Linked DNA regions of Zea mays: region 2 is linked to region 1. Evidence: chromatin contacts called from public Hi-C data. All regions are on one chromosome and are shown on one strand. The core of a region is the stretch at or near the end of the contact, and the rest is flanking DNA. Distances in the headings are between cores, read along the strand shown. Region 1 holds the start of LOC100285290 (FK506 binding protein). Region 2 holds the start of LOC100286308.

Region 1 (6,477 bases), core at 2,064-4,563:
CGCGACCAGGACCAGGTCTTATAATTATGCTTTGGCGTGGAACATACGAGATGATTTTTTTAACCATAACCTAAAATTCGCTTCCACGGGGAGTCGAACCCAAGACCTGAGTGCTACTCAGACCACCTAACCAACTCGGCTAGAGAACTAAAAATCATATAGATTAACAACATGGTGTCGACGTTACTAGATGCATCATGAAGCATGCTTTCATGATATGTAACTCTTTTTATTTGAATAATATAATTTTTGGAGATATTGTTAGTCAAAGTGTGATATTGGAGACCACGTGGATGTAAAAAAACTCGGCTTGGGAGGGAAAGACCGCCCTCCTGGTACTATATTAAGAAAAGACCGAAACATGGTCCCGATCGAGAAAATCCACGGACCCTGGCTCCCCATCACTAGCGGGCCGTCACCGCCCACTCTGCAACGCCCAGCCGGAGGGTGGCACATAGGTCGTACCCCGGGAGTAGGCGGGGTACAGCGAGGGGATTTTTTTTAACCAAGTCCGAAATTCGCTCCCGAGGAGGATCAAACCCGAGACTGGAGGTGCTACTCGAAAGCCTTAACCATTACATTAGAGGCCCTTTCGCAGAGACCACGTTGATGTAATAATGTCCTAACAGATCTATTATACTTGGGATCAGATGGAGTACATAAGTTCAAGCCAAAAGTAACTTACAGGAGGACCAAGCTCTGGAGGTATTATAATTCTTCTCTTACCACCTGGTTTCATGTCCCGTATGCCTTCTTCAAAACCTGAAGTATCAATATCTAGAATGAGATGTGATCTATTACAATTCCATATCCCAACAAATTCATCAGAGCAATATTTCAATTCTCAAATTGGCTTAAAAAAAAGCAGCTCCAGCAAGCAGTAAGAATAGTGGTAGCTGAATCAGAGCATAGGGGAAAAAACTATTGAGACAGTGAATACTTTCCTGGAACTAGTGTTCCGTTCCCTAACCGAATTTTTGCAGGGGAACCCTGAATATAGGTGCTATCTATTCTTCGTCCTGCTTCATTGTAGCCCACATAATGGAATATAATCTGTAGATGAACTGAAAGAAATCAGTATGATGCAAAAGTAAGCATGTTAGAAACACCAACTGGAAGAACTGAGGCATATTAGAAACATATTTTGCAGCAAAGCAGAATGATTTCTTAGTTCTAAAGTTCTAATAGTTATAGCATTGTACTTAGATCATCCTTAAGAAACACACTAGATAAATAGCAAACCAGGTCAAACATAACAAGTAGTAACTAATAACCAGTAGTCAAACATAACAAGTAGTAACTAATGACAAGAAACACGCTATATACTTGGACCAAATTGATCTTTTTGGCACACATCTCCAAACATACCATATTAGATAATAGACAAATAAATGATTCTATTCATATCCAAGAACACCAAAATTATATTGATTAGGCACACATAAATAAATAGTAAATGAGCACAAGAAAATAAAACCGTTGATTTGGAGGAAGAACCTGCTGACCATCCTTTGGAGAGTCGCCTGTACCGACTTTAATGTCCTCATACATTAGTCCAGAGGCCCGTGTAATATAGTTGTCCGGTGTCACTACTTTGACCTGGAAGCCTGAAATGCATTAATTTGCAGAATGATTAAACTTTACAGGTCTGTTTAGTTTGAAGCTAAGAAACGTTCCCATTTGTTCTGCATAGATAAGAGTTCATTGATGAAGGTTATTCTCAGGCAAATAAATGACCAAGTCACTAAAGGCATTGTATTTAAGCAAACATTATGTGGTACTTAAGATATAAAAATAATACACTCATAAAGTTTTCCAGAATCAAATGTCTTGTGCCGATACAGAAAATTTGATCCATACTTACAGTTCTTTAGTTTTTTTTAAATATAGAGGTGCACTTGCTAATAAAAACTATGTTGCAGTGTTGCCCTCGACAGAAGCAGTTGTCCTTAGACACTATCTCTGTGTCATTTTTCACATTGTTAGTAAACTGAAAGATAAAACTAGGGAATATAAAAAGGTGACTCCATAATTTACAAAAAACCATAGAATTTTTGGCAATGCAGTATTCCCAAATTCTCTTGTGACTCGTACATTAATATAAACAATATCCAAGATGTCACGTGTATGCGAAATAACTTCTACATGATTGCAAAACTTTGTTTGGTAGTAGACAATATTAGTTAGTATCTTACATGCTTTTAGTTTTCATTAATATTAGCTTGCAGACTTTTAGTTTCCCCTAGAATTACACCAACCTATCTAGAAAATATATAATAACATCTAATCAAGAAAAGTGAGTAGTAAATGGCATCTGACAGAAACTGCGACAGTAACAACAGATTATGAAGAATATGACAGTCTATAACCCATAACTTGTAAGACAAGATCAATAATACGATTTCACCTTCTCTGATGAAGTTTGGGAAATCCTCAGGGGCACGGTTGGCTTCCTGAATCTTCTTATTCTGCTGAAGCAGACGCCTTTCATCGTAAGGGTTCATGGTTTTACTCTTTCCATAGGCCGAGAACGCCACTGATAGCACCGGCGAAGCCAGCAACAAAGAAAAGGCAGCTCGCCTCCGGATCGTCCTTTGTACCACTTCTTTCTCCTCGCTCAAGATACTGCAGTTTTTTTTGCACAGCAGGAATCTCCGTTCAGGATACCATTGTATACACTAACAGCACTGTAGTTCTTGATAAAAAAGAAAATGGAGTGTGCAGTGCAGGTCTCTCAAAATGTCAAGAACAAATGAACACCTACGATGGCGGGTGCATTCACTTCACCAAACAAGAAGGTTATCAACGAAATAGCTGCGCAACCGCGACACAGATGGCGTTAGCAAGCATTTCCAATGGATGAACAAGGGCTTACCATACTATTCCCTTCTCCTTCCTCCTTGCACCCGGGTACGCCGTCCTGCAAAGAGCTCGAGCGACCGGCCCTGCAATAGCCGCAAGCACAAGCAGGACCCCACAATCAAAATTGTTAAATTGGGGCGGTGCGAGAAAACTGAGAACGAACACGACCGTGCGCTGCGCGTCAGGCATGCAATCTCGCCAGCAAGGAGGAGGAGGAGGCCTCACGGTTGCAGGAGGAGAGCACGGAGCGGGAAGAAGACGTCAGCTCCATTCCTTTCCCTCTCCCAAATGGCGCGTGTCGCCTGTGTCTCCTCTCCTCTGTCCTCTCTCGTGTACTCGCAGTTCGTCCGTCCTGGCTCCTGCGAAGGGGATAAGCTGATCAGCGGGTTTGGATTTCGACTTTTCGAGTTTTTGGGTCCGCTCCGCTCCGCTCCCATTGCGAGGAGCGAACTGGACGGCATCCAGTCCGTTCCGTTCCGGCTGCGGGCTCTCGGCGCACGGGCCGAGGTGGACCGCGCCCAGCCGCAGGCTGAGGCTACGGATGGGAGGACCTACGCGTCAGTGAGCCAAGAGCGCCGCGTCGCATCTGCTGCTAGGCCCGTGCCTCCTGATCACGCTCAGTCCAGGGCGGTGAGCCATAACCATCTCCTTCTCCGTTCCCCCCAAGCAGCCGCCGAGACGCGAAGCGCGAGCGGGAGACCATGTCACGGTGGCGCGCGGCCGCCTCCAGCATCTCCGCCGCCGCCGCGTCCCGCAACTCCGCGGCGGAGGCCCGCGTCCTCTCCAGGGCATTGGCGAAGGCCCCCTCGCCACCTCCGCTTCCTCCCCAAACCCTCTCGAGAACCTTCGCCAAGTCCGCTGCCGCCACTGCCACCGCCACGTCGCCCGGCCCTGGCGCCACCTCCCCGCCCGCCGGGACGTGGTCCGAGGTACCGCCGCTCTCCCATCTCGTGTACGCCACTTGGGTTCTCTGATTGCACCGTGTGATCTCGATGGTTAGGGCGAGCTGGTTGTTCTGAGTAGCTACTGGGATTTGGGGATGGAAGCCTTTGACGTCGCGCATTTTAGGTCGCAATTGTTGCGTATCCACGTTAGACCGTTAGTGGCAACCTGACGTCAAAAAAAGTAGCAACCGAATCACCTGTTTCTGTATGTCTGCTCATGTGGGAAAGGTTGGGCTTTGTATGCATGTAGGAGAACTCTGCTCTGAGTCAGGTTATTGTGATGATTTGCGACTTTGTTTTGTTATTGTGATATGCGACTTGTGTTTTGTTACTGTGGAACTTGGTTAGTAGCACAAATTAGTGGTGTTCTGTGTACCCTGGGAACTGTGTGGCATTCAAATTTTACATCCTTCAGGCTTCAGACCTCCTTGTTGCCTTGTTGGCGTTTGTGACCTGTTTACTAGATCTAATAATAAAGTAATTGCACAAAATGACAGTGTTGTGGCCATGGTTTTTAAAGCGGTAACGCGAGACAAGTTGTTGGACCACCGCCTGAACGCCTAGGCGTTGGACCTCCGCCTGGACGCCTAGGCGTCGCCTAGGCGACACCTTAAGAACAGTGGCCGTGGCCCTGGTTATACGTTTTTGCGACTGCATTCCACATTTCCACCTTGCAACAATTAGATTATTCTATGACATAAAGAAATATGCATATACAGGTGACACATTTTTTAAGCTTATGGCCTACAATATGTGCATTTGCTGGGAGATGCAATAAGAGGATACATAGTCAAACAAGCTATTGCTCCTTTGTACTTGTGAATCATCACATTTGTCATTTGTCAATGCTGCTCGATACTCCGCTTTCTGTGGATCTGAGTAACTCAAATTTGATCAAGGATCTGGTGCTTTGATTATCATTTGATTTGTTTTTAACTCCTATACTTGCAGCTTAATGGGTTCCTTTTCTATTTCACAGATCAGACTGAATTCTATGTTCTTATCCAAGCCCTGTTCATTAGCGTTGCCACCTGACTCTCCTCATAGAGCAGTGGATCCACAATTTAAAGGCATCAGGCGATTCCTTCTCACACTGTTGTTGTTCTACAGTAAGCAAAGCAAGTCCATCAGAGGAGCAAATGTTGTTTATGATCGAATCACTTCTCAAGTTGATACACCTGCCATTTATGATGGTAACTTCCTACTTATTACAGGATCTGCTTGTTTTTCCATGTGATATTTGTTTCTGTCTTTCATTTTGCTCTGTTGTCTGTTCTAATGCTAAAATATGCATAGTCATTTTTTATAAGTTGCATAGTTGGTTAACCATTTATTAAGAAGAATATGTTGGTGGTGGCCATCCATATCTAAATACTTCCTCCGTCCCAAAATAGTAGTCGTTTTAGGAATTAGTAGGTTCATACAATTCTTGATGCATGTGTTTTGTATGTGTCTAGATTCATCATCATCCATTTGAATATAGACATAAAAACCAAGAACTAAAACGACTAATATTTTGGGACGGAGACTCGGAGAGAGTAGTTGATATACATTAGTTTTAGCAACAAGAACTTGATCATTCCTGATATGCTGATGCATATTGCACATTCTGAGCTTGTATGACATAAGTTTACTGGCTACCACCCCCCCCCCCCCCCCCCCCCCCCTGAAAAACTAGTAGCTTTAGTGGTGGGCACCTGCCAAAGATACACAGTTGCTACTCGTACACGTTTTATTTTCTCATAGGATGGTGTCTATCCCTACTGTGTTGTATGTGCTACAAGTTTCCGTCAGGTGTAGTGAAGAATTAATTTGTAGCTTGTTGTGCAAAACCAAAGGATTGAGTGATCTTTGTTCAGGCAGAGATCAGTATCATGATAAGATGATTTAGCTTTTGTTAACTGATTTCTCTGAACTTTTATCTTTTTATGATCATGATATATTGAGACAGAAATATCTTACATGTACCTTTGCAGTTTTTCAGTTGGAGAAAACATTTAAGACAACATTTTCGTTGCTTGTTCTCCATATGTGGCTTGTTCTACGCCGCTTGAAGGAAGAAGGGAAGGATGGTGTTAAGTTTGGACAGTACATCTACGAAATGTACAACCACGATGTAGAGCTCAGAGTTTCTAAAGCTGGGGTAAGCTGTTTGTCTGTTTTGTTGAAATTTGTATTGTTACTATATGCATTGGTATCATCTTGATTCGTGATTTGATGGATGTAATCCTCATTATTTGCCTTTAAAAACTATCTGTTCATTGCGAATATGCTTTACCAAATTCACATTATTTGCCTTGAACTACCTGTTGGTTGGTAATATGTCTTACCATCCTACACCTCTGACATAACTTGCTATTAGAAGTTTCCTGTCAGGTGTTTGATACTTTCTTGAATATTACATTTGTGTCCCAGAGGACACCAAAATTTGGATGTTGTACAGTGGAAGTAGTTCTGCAGTTCTTTTTGGTTTCTGATTTCAATGTATGCTGCCCCCAATTTTTCCTTGGGATACTATCGCATAGGGAGACCAGAACAATAGTCACCAGCATGTTATGTACTTGACTGGAATGCTCATTGCTCAAATGAGCAACTTGTTAACATTAATCCTGCATCATGTAAATGATTTTCATGTACAAAGCCAAGAGCAGAAGTGCAGAACTTCTCATAA
Region 2 (6,477 bases), core at 2,550-5,049, 130 kb before region 1:
GCTTGGAGATATTGTTGTCTACTTGTACCGAAGTATAATTTTAAACATATTAAAATGTTAGCTACTCTCTCCATTCCAAATTGCAGTTTGTTCTGGCTTTCTAGATACACAACGTTTTACTATGAATCTAATCTAGATCTAGGTGCTTATCAAAGGTTATGTATCTCGAAAAGCAGAATGACTTACAATTTGGAAGAGGGAACAGTTTTTAGCTAGCTTTTGTAGGTTCAACTATAAAGCTTAGGGCCTGTTTGGTTCGCTGCATAACTTGCCACACTTTGTCTAACTTTTCTGCCTAAGGTTAGTTCTTCAATTCGAACGACTAACCTTAGGCAAAGTGTGTCATAATTAGCCACAAATCAAAACATGCCCTTAATGTTTCGTCCAAATGTTACTTTGTACAAGAGCTACCATGAGTCACCGTGTTATTAACCCTCTTTGTCGTTGTACAGAATTGTGTTCTATTGTGTATTAATTTGTTACACTGATATTGCAGGAGGCGACAACCACTGGCGTAGTTTCAATTAAGCCCTTACAAATCTCTCCTACAATGGGAACTGCTGATACCTTGATTGAGACATTTTGACGCCAGAGCGAGGAAGCATTGTACATTTGTCATATAATGCCTCCAGTAGTCCAGTGTAGCGAGTCAGATATTTTGCCTTCTGGTCAAACTGCTCGCGTGTGTGTGTTTTGGTAGGGAATGTACAGGTTCAAACCTTGACGTTATGTTGTATTTTTTGGTAGATGACCCATGGTAGAAATAGCGCTGTTATGGTTATGGCACTGGGTTTTTCTCCAAGTTTCATTTCGTTCTGTCATGTTTTGATGTTTTGTGTGGTGGGGTGCTCGCAGGGTCGTGGCCATGGGCGCTGCAGGTGCCCTATTTGCCATTGATGTGACGTGAATCTTCGCCGTTTTTAATTTTAAGATGATATAGATCCGTTCCAATTTTTGGCTGTGATTTTATACCAACCAACGGATTCATGTTCTCTCGATTGTGTTAGATATTCAACTACAATTAGGCATTGGTAGGTTGCACAGGTGACTGAGGGGGATTAAATCCTTCTATCAATTTTGACTAGCAAGAGATTTAATGTTAGTCCACTCTAATTCTCTTCAATTTAGGGCTAATCAATGGGCTCTAAATTTTATCCTAAAATTTAAGGATGAAATCTCATATTAGGATAAGACTATATTTTCATTTATTTTTGAAATAAAAAATTTTATCCTAAAATTTAAGGATGGAATCTCATATTAGGATAAGACTATATTTTCATTTATTTTTGAAATAAAGTTAATTAAGAGGTTAAATAAATTGTGAAGGACTATTTATAGCATGTTCAATTTAAGGAACGAGGTAGTGTATTATGTTCTCACCTACTTTTTGATTTATAAAAAGGAATAAATTGATTTATTATCATTTCATTTTTATAGACTAATAATTAGTAATAATATAAGGAATAAGTTTATTTCACTAAATTTATGGAATGAACTTATAATATGTTAGCTCATTTAGAATAAATTGATTCTTTAAACAAAAAAGATTGTGTTCTATTACCACCACCGACGACTATGTGCCACAAGCTAACACGCCTGTCCATTCCTCCAAAAAGAAGGGAAGTATGTTCCAAATTATTCCCCGTTTTGTGCAGCGCGCTCCAACAGCTCCAGGTATCATGAACTTGGGTTTGAGCAGTGAACAATCCATTCAGCACGACATTGTGGCTAGAAAAGGCTCTGTTTTGTCTTCACGGGGCGCAAAGCTAATGAAAATTCGATCCGAGGTCGAAAACATTCACACAAATGTCATTACGCAGAACAGAAAGTTCAGGAAAATCAGGAGCAAAATGGCAGGACAGTGTTTACAATGTAGTTTACTGAACGATAAGAAAAGGACAAGGCTATCTCTATGTTAAAAATACATGATAGAGTCGGCTTGCCGGCTTGCTGTTTTAGAGGTTAACGTAGCTGCTCAGATATACAAACTGTCATCATTTACTCTGCAAAAGAGAACCAACTTTTAATGAATGGCAACTGAACAAGAGATAAAACACAAAAAAAAATGATGAACACATAAGCAACAAGTTTTGTGTTGTACTTGTTGTAAAAACAAACAAACTATGTTATGTACTTGTCCAAAAAAGAAAATAGGACCAGGCCACATGGTAATACGGAGGGAGCACAACAACTTTCAGATGCAGAGTGTTGTGCTTAGATAGAGATAGTGATTACGCTCAACTTCCTCCCCAATTATAGGCACAATAACATGATTCAACTTGTACTAATCAAGATTCATGGATTTACTCTGCTGCTCCAGAACGCCTGCAAAGAGAGGAATACACTGCCTCTATCTCAATTCAAGAAAATACCATATTGTAACCCTTCTGTGCAGAGTGCCAAAAAAACTTGAAACATAAATGACTTACTAATTGCTATTCAGTTGAATACGGTGAGAATGTGGATGAAGAACACGTATGGCTCACACTATACACTGCAGTATGCTAGGAAATAAGTGGTCATGCCTAGGAAACAAGAAGTTTGGTCCAAAATGTAATATCTTATGCTTATGTTAAAGGCACACTAATGTTAAGTGTGATATGCTGTTTGGCGAAGAACACACCAATGGTTGACATCTCATTCTCACAAGATTTCATATCTGAACAGAACAAAGCTGTGTTCGATACACGGTTCCAGAGATGCGGTCTCACTTTGTGTTATTTGTTGCCCGTGTGATCAGCGATCATTCTCTCCTTGGTGTTAATGCGCAGCTGAACGCTTCCAACTTGGTTCATTTGACTCTCGTAGTACCTCTTCCTCTTCAGGCACTGCATTGCTGCCTGCTTGTTTCCCGACTTTGTGAACTCCTTGGCCCGTTCCACCTCTTGAGAGATCTTCTTTTGCAGGACCACCTCTTTCGCCTTGAAGACATCGTGAGCCTGCAGAGCCAGCACATGCTGCAAGTGATCAATTCAGCATCGAGAAATGAAATACGTCAACCAGATCAGATCACACTCTTTTAGTTTAATTTAGTAAGTTTTGAGTTTTTGGTTGGTTCAGCAGCACAGTAAATAAAAGAAATGAAACTGCATTAACTTCAGTGAGCACAACTACAAGTGCATGATGCAATTTGTCCTAGTTAGAGAATGTAGAAGGGTGTGAAACAACATTTCCGAAGAAAACAAAAAAGTTTCTGGTGTTTCCCCCAACACGGAGCTACGAAAACTTGCATATCAAACTCATTGATCCAGGTAGCAGAAGGAAACCCACACATTGATCCACTAGCAGTTTATTTGACAAAACAACAAATATTGACGAAGTCCATCCAGGAAGTGAACAACACAGACGCAGGTAAGCCAAGGGGAGCACACCGGCACACCTAGTCCGAAAACGACACATCACACGAACTGCTCAATTTTCTCTACCTCACAGTTTCCGCACGTCTTCATTCGTCTTGGCAACGTCGTACACGAGATCATCCTTTACCCCAAGACTCTCAAATGGCAAGGGGCGATGGGGCAACCTTCTTTTTCCATCGTGGTTCTTTCGAAATCGAGGGGGAGAAACAGATTTTGGGGTGAGAGGACAACCTGCTTGAGCTGGTCGGAGGCGGAGCACTCGTCGCGGCAGCCGCGGAGGATCCAGGCGAACATGGCCGCGGCGACAGACTCACACTTGCAGCGTCGGCGGCAGCGGCTACTGACAGGAGAGCGGCGCGGAGCAACGGCAACGGCCGGAGAGGAGAGAGAAGGGGGTAAAAATGGAAAGGCGACTAGCCGAGACGCCGCGGAGGCCTTTGGGCTTCGGTAGTCATCGAGTGGGGCGCGACTTCTTTGCGTGGGCCTCGATCTAGCCTTTTAAACGGCTCTACGTAAGTGTTTAGTTTGATGACGAGGACAATAATATCCCGTGCAATCAATTATTCTGACATAATTATGCAATCAAGCGATCTAAATTCAACTATGATTATTATTTTAGGTGAAATAAGTTAAATATAAAATAAATATTATGTTTTAGGTAGTCACCATTGGGTTTGATTTTGATTGCATAAGATCATTTGATTGAACAATTGCACCAACATAATTGATGGTACATAATATTTTTCCCCGACAGAGAGGGGATATGGATGTCTATTGTTTGTTTCGTTAGATGGATAAGATAAGTGATTTTTCTATTTGGTTAGATACTATCTGAATCTCCTACAAATCATACAATCTTCCTTACTTATTTGAACACACATACTTCAACGTGACGTGGGTGAGTTCTCCTAATACCGAGTCTAGGTTGGTCCCGCAATCTAGCACATTTAGAATCAACGTACCCAGGGTACCCAAGTCCGACATAGCAGGGTTGTCAACTCGGTAGGTTAGACTCTATTGACCTATTTCAAGATTGAGTGATGTAACCAACATAAAATCAAAGTTTTGAAAATTATGAGCATGCACTTCTAGTTCATCCTATGGATGTAGCCCCCAAGTCTGGCTTAGCGGAGTCACTAGCTCAGGTACACCAGACTATGCCTACGTAGAATTACTCAACAACTATTTAGTTTATTGTTCTTGGGTCATCACTTCTGTCAGCCGAGTTATCTAGGTTAAAGTCTAGCCCCCAAGTCCTGGGACTTGGTCGTTCACTGTTCATAACTTGGCCAGAAGACACCGAATTGGTGCTCGATGGCCACGTGACGCTTAAGCTTCTGTATATCACTTGTCGACATTTAGGGTTATAAGTACCAAAGACGCAACCCCCTTAGGGTTATGTGAACCTGAGCATTCATCCTTCGTCTACTTTCCACTGCCGCAAAAACTCCACCTTCGCTTCTGCAACCCAGCCTCGTGGAGCTCTAGCCCAGATTCCTTCGCCTAAGCTCACACATGCATGCCCAAATCTAACCTGCACGAGTTCGAGAAGTCAACCATTGACGCAAAAGATTTGACTATTCTAATGGCGATGAAACTCCTAGAAAAAGACATCATCTCATGGAAGCTTCCAGACAATACTGAATCCTTTCCCATGCCATGATGCTAATCAAGTACTAGTTTTTCAACATTTCCTTCATGAGTTGGGGATCCTAGCATCTGCTTTCCTCAGGGATCTCTTAAGTTATTACAAATAGAGATGATCCATTTGAACCTAATTATATACTCCACAACCATATTTGCCCATTTGTGTGAGACCTTCTTAGGAATCCCCCGTTCCATTATTTGCTCTTTCTTTCTCCCTGCCCTGATAAGGAAAAGCCAACAGTGGTGGGCAGTGTTGGTGTGCAATTGAGGGCCAACCAAGTATGACTAGATTGCCCCTTCGAAACCTCTTGGAAGACATGGCATAAAAATGATTTTATATTCTAACCATACCCCAAGCTTCCAGAGTTCCTTGGTCAACGCCAAACCCATCGCATTGAGTGAGTGAGTGACTCGTCACCCTAATTTATTGACGTTGTGGCTGCCACCTCTAAAAGAATTGCTGAGATGAAGGATTTGGGGCTCTCGGTTGTCCATGTAGCAACTGGTTGGATTCGGTGTCGAGTCCCCCTTTGATGTAAAAGGCAAATTATGTCTGGGAATATGGCAAACCAACCGATTGTTCTCAGTATTCTATTCTGAGGCAGAGTTGATAGAATCCGACGTGAATGGCTATTTGAAGCAAATCTTCATCAACATCGGTGATTATCCAAAGGGTTACTCCATAGCATTCTATTCTCTTATAGTGCCTCGACCACTAGTACATAGAATTTCTTTACCATTTAGATAATATTGTTCAAAATACCAAATTTTGTAATATGCTAGAACCTAGTATAGATGTTGATATATAACTGGCCACCACATAACCAGATTGGGCTCTAGGGAATTGTGATGAATCGAGATTGAGTCATTTTCTAGAACAATTTGGTAAGAGGGCCTCCATTGGTCCCCCCACCATCAACTCGAGCGAAAGCTCATGTCCCTCCAAGAAGAAAAAAGAAAGATAAGTCCGCCAAGGAGGGCCCAAGAAGACCTCCAAAGTTGTTAGTGTGGAGAACTCTCTTCCCTAGAGTATTCATCGATTGAAGCATCAAAGGAAGCAAAATCCTCTATGTTATCAGGAGGAGAGCTCTAGATCTAGAGAAGAACCCATCATCGGTCCTCCTATCACACCGGCAACGCCACCATCCGAAAAGGATGACTCGCTGAAAGGGAAATGGCCTCAAACATTTTCTATAATCGATTTTGGTGTTTGACGATCATCAAAACCTTATGGACTAGCTAGTTTGCCTAGTTGATCTTTTCTCAGGTGCATAAAGTTCATATACACATACAAGGAAAATGACCTTGAGGCAATTCTACAAGTTTGGAGCAAAATAGTTTTGCACCAGCCTGTGGCGCACCGGACTATCCTGTGTGCACCGGGCAGTGTCCGATGCCCAGGCTGGCGCGCCCAGCGAACTGGTCGCTCTCGGGAAAACGCAACGCTCCTCGGCTAAAAATCATCAGACTG

Evidence for each region. A called contact is a pair of places that touch in the nucleus more often than the background predicts.
Region 2: a Hi-C map of leaf shows a contact between it and region 1, with 2.8 times the contacts expected there. The contact joins the promoter of LOC100286308 here to the promoter of LOC100285290 in region 1. A contact is called at or near these places in 4 of 25 Hi-C or Micro-C datasets (bundle sheath, ear, leaf and 1 more).

The regions. Positions count from the first base shown.
Region 1 is chr7:156,175,380-156,181,856 of Zm-B73-REFERENCE-NAM-5.0, reverse strand. LOC100285290 (FK506 binding protein) reads right to left here and starts at 3,313. Exons shown (of 7, transcript NM_001158183.2): 1 at 3,088-3,313; 2 at 2,876-2,945; 3 at 2,408-2,625; 4 at 1,498-1,607; 5 at 945-1,053; 6 at 686-762. The coding sequence starts at 3,133. It overlaps LOC100279932, which reads left to right and starts at 3,581. Exons shown (of 7, transcript NM_001366109.1): 1 at 3,581-3,791; 2 at 4,786-4,999; 3 at 5,783-5,949. The coding sequence starts at 4,801.
Region 2 is chr7:156,310,333-156,316,809 of Zm-B73-REFERENCE-NAM-5.0, reverse strand. LOC100286308 reads right to left here and starts at 3,799. Exons shown (of 3, transcript NM_001159195.1): 1 at 3,591-3,799; 2 at 2,712-2,939; 3 at 1,792-2,003. The coding sequence starts at 3,653. The coding sequence ends at 2,718. It overlaps LOC100284717 (COP9 signalosome complex subunit 7), which reads left to right. Exons shown (of 9, transcript NM_001157612.1): 9 at 497-821.